Regions from separate parts of the Hordeum vulgare genome. Here region 2 is linked to region 1. A link is a contact called in public Hi-C data. All regions are on one chromosome and are shown on one strand. The core of a region is the stretch at or near the end of the contact, and the rest is flanking DNA. Distances in the headings are between cores, read along the strand shown.

The links. A called contact is a pair of places that touch in the nucleus more often than the background predicts.
Region 2: a contact with region 1 is called in a Hi-C map of leaf, with 4 times the contacts expected there. The contact joins the promoter of LOC123427334 here to the promoter of LOC123427323 in region 1. A contact is called at or near these places in 2 of 6 Hi-C or Micro-C datasets (both in leaf).

The regions. Positions count from the first base shown.
Region 1 is chr2H:567,081,659-567,085,424 of MorexV3_pseudomolecules_assembly, reverse strand. LOC123427323 (E3 ubiquitin-protein ligase RMA1H1-like) reads left to right here and starts at 1,605. Exons shown (of 2, transcript XM_045111335.1): 1 at 1,605-1,813.
Region 2 is chr2H:567,593,858-567,597,623 of MorexV3_pseudomolecules_assembly, reverse strand. It overlaps LOC123427334 (tRNA-dihydrouridine(20) synthase [NAD(P)+]-like), which reads right to left and starts at 1,738. Exons shown (of 11, transcript XR_006622388.1): 1 at 1,539-1,738; 2 at 626-731; 3 at 139-277.

The DNA.
Region 1 (3,766 bases), core at 356-2,855:
TGGTATGATAGCGACGTCGATCTTCAGGAGCATGGATACAGAGGGCATGAGGAGGGACATGCTGAAAAAATGAGTACTCCGAATGAGTTTTTTGTGTGCATAAGTAGTGTGAGAGACCTTTCCCTCGATTTAATGTCGGTTTGTGGAATTTGGGACGAATGTAGAGCAACTCCAACGGACCAATCCATTTCGTCTGCCCACGTCCGTTAAGGTCGTTGCGGACAAAAACGTCGGCCCAACGCGGCGACCTGTTCCCAAAATCCGTCTGTGTCGTGTCCGCGTGGACCCATTTCCGGGCCAAAATTGCGCCTGAAATGCGTCGGCGTGGACGCGACGCTGACGCACCGGCGTCCCCTCGATGTCCGCCACGGCCCAACTTGTCGGCTACCCAACCACTAGTGCATCTTATTAAATGCCAGCACCTACCTACGGGCCCATCTGGTAGCGTGTGAACGGTCCATATGTGACCGTCCTTTTTTATGCAAGCGTGCGGTGGGGCTGGCCTCATCCACTCTCAACCCCGTCCACATGTGGCCATGCGGTGCTCCCTCGCCGGCGATTGAAAACCCTAGCAAGCCCAAACCATGGGGTTTTTCAATGGCAAGGGGAGTCGGAAGCTGTCCGACGGTGCGAGCTCTTCTCACGGCTTGCCGGGGCAAGCTCCTGCGCCATCGCCTTCTAGACACGACTCCCCAGCAGAGCGGCAATGCGTGTACATACAATCCACCAAGCGCGGTGACATTGGCAGTACCGCTGGCCATTGCAGTATCCGAATGTCAGCGTGCCTCACGGCTGGCATATGGATCTGCAACGGATCCCTATTCTGGCAGTTCCGGAGGTTTGCCGGCGTCGCCAGGCCCTCACTCCGGAGCAGCGACAGATGCTTGCTTACTCGTGAGACTCCCCCAACTGGAAGCGCTGCTTCGCGCTAAAGCACAAGGAGGAGCGCCGTCGACCACGATGTTCCTCCACTGTCGCGTGAGGTTGTGCCGCACCAGGAGGACGAAGAGGCGGCGTACCAAGCCGCCCTCGAGAGCGCCCTATGTCCAATTAGGTTTAAGTGGACTTTGGCCGGCAGTTGACCGTCCACTATGTTTAATCATGTTTACTTCTGTGAAATCTGTTTTTCTTCTACACGGATAAATTTAGACCCGTCCTTCGTTAAACGCTAAAGTCGATCCATATAAAAATGCGGGATGTATACGTGTGTCTGATCGATCCAAACAGATGAAAAAATAAAACGCGCGTTCATTTGAATCGCCGGCGTTGGAGTTGCTGTTAGTGAGCCGCGCTTGTGAGATTTGAGCTAGCTTGTCATTTGTTTATTTAACCGATCTTGTGAAACAGCTCGTGGGATCACGAAACCATATCCTTTTCCGTTGCTTGCTCGCTCGCTCGCTCGCATACCGAGGCCGCCGTCCTCGCCGCATAAAAAAACCCGAACCGGAAGCTTCCCACCGAAAGCAACGTGGGAAACCCTCCTCACCGTCCGATCGAGGCGACCGACGGCGCGCGTCGTCCCGCGCCCCCCGCCCGCGATCGGACGGCCAGCGCCTCCCGACCTCCGCCGGTCTCCGCCCCCTATAAGTTTTTCTCTAGCCCCCTCCGCAAGTGACGTCGACACCTAATCTCATCCCACCTTCTCCTCCCCCACCTCCTTCTATCTATCCATCTTCTTCCTCCGCCCCCACGCAGGCCGGCGCGACCCAGCTCCCGCAATCTCCCCGATCGTTTCTCGCCGCCCCCTCGCTCGATTCTCGGAGGCCAGCGAACCCTGGGCGGCGGCGCGCGTGCGGATTGGATTCCTTCCCAGGTTGGTTCAAACGAACCCGCCCCGTTTCTCTTCTTGTTTCTGTTTTTTTGGGGGCGTAGATTGCGTTCTCCGGCCGGTTCCGGCGCCGTGGGATTGTTTCTCGTGGCCGGCTTTCGGATGCTGCAATTGTGCTGGGTTGGTTCCGCGTCTCGCGTGTGCGCGTCTAGCTTTGCCGCCGCCGCCGCCGCCGCCCTTGGCACCGGCTGCTGCCTGCTGGGGGTGCTTCTCTAGGAAGAACACGCGATGGCCGGTAGCTCTCTGTTTTTCCTCCCTCTTCTTATTGGTCAAATTCGGCGTTGTGATGCCTCCTTCGTCTAGCAAAGCAGGCATCTCATTCATTTCCTCTGTGAAATCAGGGGGCGCAATCCTTCCGACCTTGTCGCCGCGTTTACGAATTCAGGGATGCCCAAATCGTTCTCCTCCTATTGATGCCGGGGACATTATGTCTGCTCCTCCATGCTCTGTTGCTTTGTCTACACAAGTTAGATATTTTGGGGGCAAACTCCCCTCTCCTGCATTGAGATTGCATATGGTGGTAGAGATATCTTGCTTGGAGTGGGGAAAAAGAAATCATGTGGGTATGTTCAGTGCAATGCCCAATGCCCATTGAATTGTCGAACTGTATTTGGTTGTACAGTATCGCATTATATGCGACATCAATTCATAGCGTGCATAATAATTGTGGTGGTAGACAGTGCAATTAAACGTGTCAGATCTGTGTGCCTATATTACTTTTTGTTTCTCAATGATCACATCAGTTTCAGGTTGATGGCCAGTAGTATCTGTTCTCACTGTAGTATATATAGACCCTTGGGAAAACTCCACAAACCCAACCTCGGTATAGGAAAACGTTGTGCTCCGAGTCTGATATATGCGGGGCTTGATTGTAATTAAGGATGCTTGTTTAAATCAGAAAGGTGCGTGTTTAAATTAGGAAGTGTTTACTGAAGTCCACCTGTGTATTAAAATAAGTAAATTAGTAGTACTGGTAGTAGCACACATGGGGCCATATAGTGGTTGAGACATTTCCACTGACGCTGTTGAGCAATTAATCCCCTGTTTCCCGATCCTAATACAGTAGGTGCCATTATCTCTTGGTTATTATTCCTTTTTGTGGTCACTAGATATGTTTAATGATGATCCTTTTGGTCTACTTGTCTGCATGGAATATGCCAAGCCCTTTAGCTAATCCGTCGTTGTTGCGGTCCACATCACTATCCCAAGTTGTTGTTTTTCAATGATTCAATCGTGAGAGGAACCCCACAACCACACAGAAATATCGACGTGCCACGGAAGCTTATGCCATAAGATTGGGACGGGGCATCTCAGCCTCTCCACCTGCTCTCCTTGGTCTAGTCAAACCGGCTTGTTTGGTCTTCCATGGCCAAGAGCGCTGAATATTCAATTACAGCAGCTGGGAACAGCTTTAATCTTGAGTCAGGACCCTGCAAATGTTGTCTTAGTCAAACTATATGCAAACTGCGGCTGCATATTATACTGTAGAATGCATACTGTGTTCCATGCCTTTCTTCCCGAGGTCAGGTAACTCCAAGCTACCGATCATGGCTCTCCCCTTGAACATGGGGCGGTCAAATACTGCGGCGTTACACAGTGGGCATAAGCTAGTGGTTTCATATCCTTGTGATTCAAGTTTCCCAGGTAGATATGATTGGATAACATGTCAGTGCTCAGCACACCCTAAAGTAGCTTAGGGTTAAGAATAACAAAGAGGATAAAGACAGAATGCAGCATCTGTAGTCCCTAGAGTACTACTACCTCTACCAATATACAATTTTTTTAGGCTAAACTAAAAAACGTCTTATATTTTGGTACAGAGGGAGTAATTACTAAAAAAATCAGAGCATCCACAGATGTTGACTCAGGCTGCTGAGAAAGATGATGGGTTCTTCCATGGGGAGTCCATTGCTTGCGAAAAGGGCAATTGGTGATGGG
Region 2 (3,766 bases), core at 489-2,988, 510 kb before region 1:
TCAGCATATGTTTAAAAGGCCAATTCAATGTGTTGATCAAATCATCAGACCAAACAATTTAGTTAGCAGCCTTTCCCCAATAACACGGTGAACTTTAAGTTATTCGCTATTAAGAGCAAACTCAGAAGTAAGGCTTACACAATCTCAGCAGCTTTAAGTGCTCTCACAGCATCTGATGTGCCCATTTGGAAGACAACCCTATCCCTTTCTTGCGGGCATGTTCGGAAAACAACACTATCAGTCCCTCTTTCCAAAAAATCAGTTGTCCCAAGAGATTCTGACCAATGATGAACATAATGATTAGAATGAGTGGATACCACACAAATCTGGACAGCATGTAGAACAAAGAAACAAAATCCAGTGGCATTAAGTTGTCCTTAAATCATACACTTGTACATTAAGTTGTCCTTCAATTAAATTTGTTATCTATCTCCAAACAAAACAAAAACACATCCAAGAATCAGTTACTGACTTAAAATGCAACATTATTGGAGTAAAGCTATCTACAATACTATAAGATGCGAAAACGGTAGTTTATGAGCAGAACATAATCATTGATGTGGTAGTCATAGTTGTGACTTGTGAGATGATAATAAACCGTGAAACATCAGTTGGACTACAATACCATTTGTAACACGTTGACAGTGCACAAACTTATGATCTATTATTTCTTCTCCATACGTAATATCGGCGCCATATTCAGCAGCCAGTAGCCTAAACGGCAGAGTACCCTGCAAAAATCATTGACAGAATAAGGAAGGTTCCACATATAACTATGTAAAGACGTTGAAGAAATGTGTGACAAGGAGGATATTGTCTAGAAATAACTGTGATTTGTGGAGGATAACTAGTGTTTAGAGGGTGCTTGGATCCAAGAGACTAAAACTAGTCTGACTAAAACTAGTCTCTTTAAGAGGCTAAAGTTCCAAGCGCCCCTGACTAAAGAGAGGCTAAAACTAGTCTTGAGGCTAAAATCTTTTAGTCAGGGGTACCCCTACTAAAATGTGCATTAGTCCTCTCTCTCCTCATTTAACTCCTCATGCAAGTTCTGGATTGGACAGTTTGGAGGATAATAAATGCTCATTAACTTGATTTTAGTCTCTTTAGTACTTGGATCCAAGCATGGGTGAGGCTAGCAAGTTTTAGTCTCACTACTTTTAGTCATGGGACTAAAACGTATCCAAGCACCCTCTTAATCAGGAATCCAGCATCGGGCAACTGAGAACCATACAAAGAACTAATCAGTTCATCAATGGAGATATCGTGCTACTTATTCCAGTCCCTAGAGCTGCATCCAAGAAACCCTGATTTCCAACTAGAGATCTCTCGGGGTTCGTTCTGACTAGCACGGCTAGCAACACGGGCAATCGCCCATCGAGCTACTCAATCACCCCGTGCGGCACTAAAGCTTCCCGCTCTAGATTCAGGGAGGCTTGAATCTAGGTCCCCGTGCTCCGGGGACTAAAACTCGGTTCCTACGCCTCCAGCTCATGCGGGACGCTGCTGCGAATCGGGGTGGGAGGGTTTGGAGTAGTTACCGCGCGGACCATGGGCGCGAGCACGAGCTTGTTGCGGTAGTCCATCTCTTCTTGCCTCGTGTCGCCGCGTCTCTGCCGCTGCGGCTGCTCCGCCTCTGACCCTCTCCTTGCTACCCCTCAATTCTGGGGACAAGGTTCCGGAGCGGACAGTGCCACAGGGAAGAAGAAAAGGCGACGCTGGCGGCGACCGCGCTGTCCCGTGCAGGAACAGAGCACTGCGTCCTCTCTAGACCGGAACCTCTCGCACGTTTCCTTGTTGGGCCGGCTGCTCAAAAGCCCAAATCTTCTCGCTCTTACTTAAGTTGTGAACGGGAGCCACCGGCTATCGAGCGCCGAAATCACTAGTTAGCGATTGCACCTTTTAACGATTACTTCCATTTTCACAGGTTACGATAAATAGCGGACTGCATGCGTATCATTTATCGCAACCTGAAAATTTTCCTTTTTTCGTAGATCCGTATTTTTAAAATATTTTATCTCCTAAATCATGCGTCCAAATTTTGAACTGTTTCCACGTTGATTTCCACCGTTGATTTTCTCGCGTCGAGATCTTCAAAACTAGATCCCATTTTAATAGGTTTTGGCGAACTTTTTTTTCACGAAAAAACCAGAAGAAAAAACCGGACGAAAAAATCGTGCCTCACGCGATAGAAAAAAAATCAGAAAACGAGTCGTGGCTCTCACGAAGGCAAAACCATGCCTCCCGCGGAAGCAAAACCGCGTCTCTCGCAAAAAAAGAGAGAGCTGCAAACACGTTTTTTTCCTTTCAGGAGAGCCATGACGTGCCTCTCGCGAAGGAAAAATTGTAACTTTCGTGGAAGCAAAACCGTGTCTCTTGCAAAAAAAATTAGAAAACACATTTTTTCCCTTTCGGAAGAGGCACGGACGTGCCTCTCGCGAAGGCAAAACCGTACCTTTCACGGAAGCAAAACCATGTCTCTCGCAAAAAAAACAGAAAAACGCGTTTTCTTCCCCTTTCCGAGAGGCACGGGCGTGCCTATCGTGAATGTAAATCCGTGCCTTTCGCACAAGCAAAACCGTGCCTCTCGCAAAAAAAAACAAAAAACACGTTTTTTCTCTTTTCGAGAGGCACGGCCGTGTCTCTCGCGAAGGCAAAATCGTGCCTCTCGCAAAGCAAAACCGTGTCTCTCGCAAAAAAACAGAAACTGTGTTTTTTCGTAAAAAAAATAGAAAACGCGTTTTTTGCGAAAAAAATATTGTCCAAAAGTTTCTTTTTTTTGCGAGATGATAAAAAAATCGAAACACCAAAAAAATCCAGAAAAAAATCACTCTAAAGAGCCAAAAACACGTGCGAAAAAAATTACGACGGGAACGTTGAGAGCGCGACACGTGGTGGCGGCTGAGAACGCGCTAAATGGCGACGCATGAGAGTGATCGCTCGAAGGCTCCCGAAGAAGTGCTCGCTAACTAGTTACCATCAGCGAGCGCTATTTCGGTTGCCTCGCAGCTAGGGCTGCAAATAAGTCAAGTTCGAGCGAGTTGTACTTGGCTTAGCTCAACTCATATTGAAATTCAAGCGAGCTCAAACTAAGTGAAGCTAATTGTCGAGCCATAAAACTTCACTCGTGTTCAGCTTGTAACGATCTCGAGTCAATCTCGAATTAGTTTCAAGTTAAATGAGACAGTAAAAAATATAAATCTTCCAGGATGATCCAACTAGATAAGGCAAATCAAGACATAAGAAAGCACTACAAATATTATTCCAATCAAGACTATGATAATGTAGCTTATTCAAAGTAGTTCGACTTATTCTCTAATAACCAAAAGTCTAGCACCAACATAAGAGACAATTCATGACAGATGTATAATTGGAAAAACAAATTATTTGTCGAAGATCATAAGAATTTGTAGTATAGTGTAGGTCGTAGATGGTCTTGGAGTTCGTAGAGGTCGCGAGTTCACGCGTGGGTCGATGGCGAGGCATGCTCATGGTGGGGAACGAGGCGAAGGGCTGGAGGCGGACGTGTGTTAGACTGATGGATGAGGTTGTGTTCTGAATCTGTAGAGCGGTGACTATATCTAGTACAAGATTTTTTACTGCGGCTAACAGTACTCTGAATCACGTGCAGCCTATGCAAGAGTATTTTACACGCGAATAGTGTGACTATAACTCGGATCTTGAAAAAGAGAAGTAAATGTATTCAGATGTCATTCGATGTGAAAATGGAAAAGGGGCTTACTTCGATCGATTGTACAACCATCTCGTC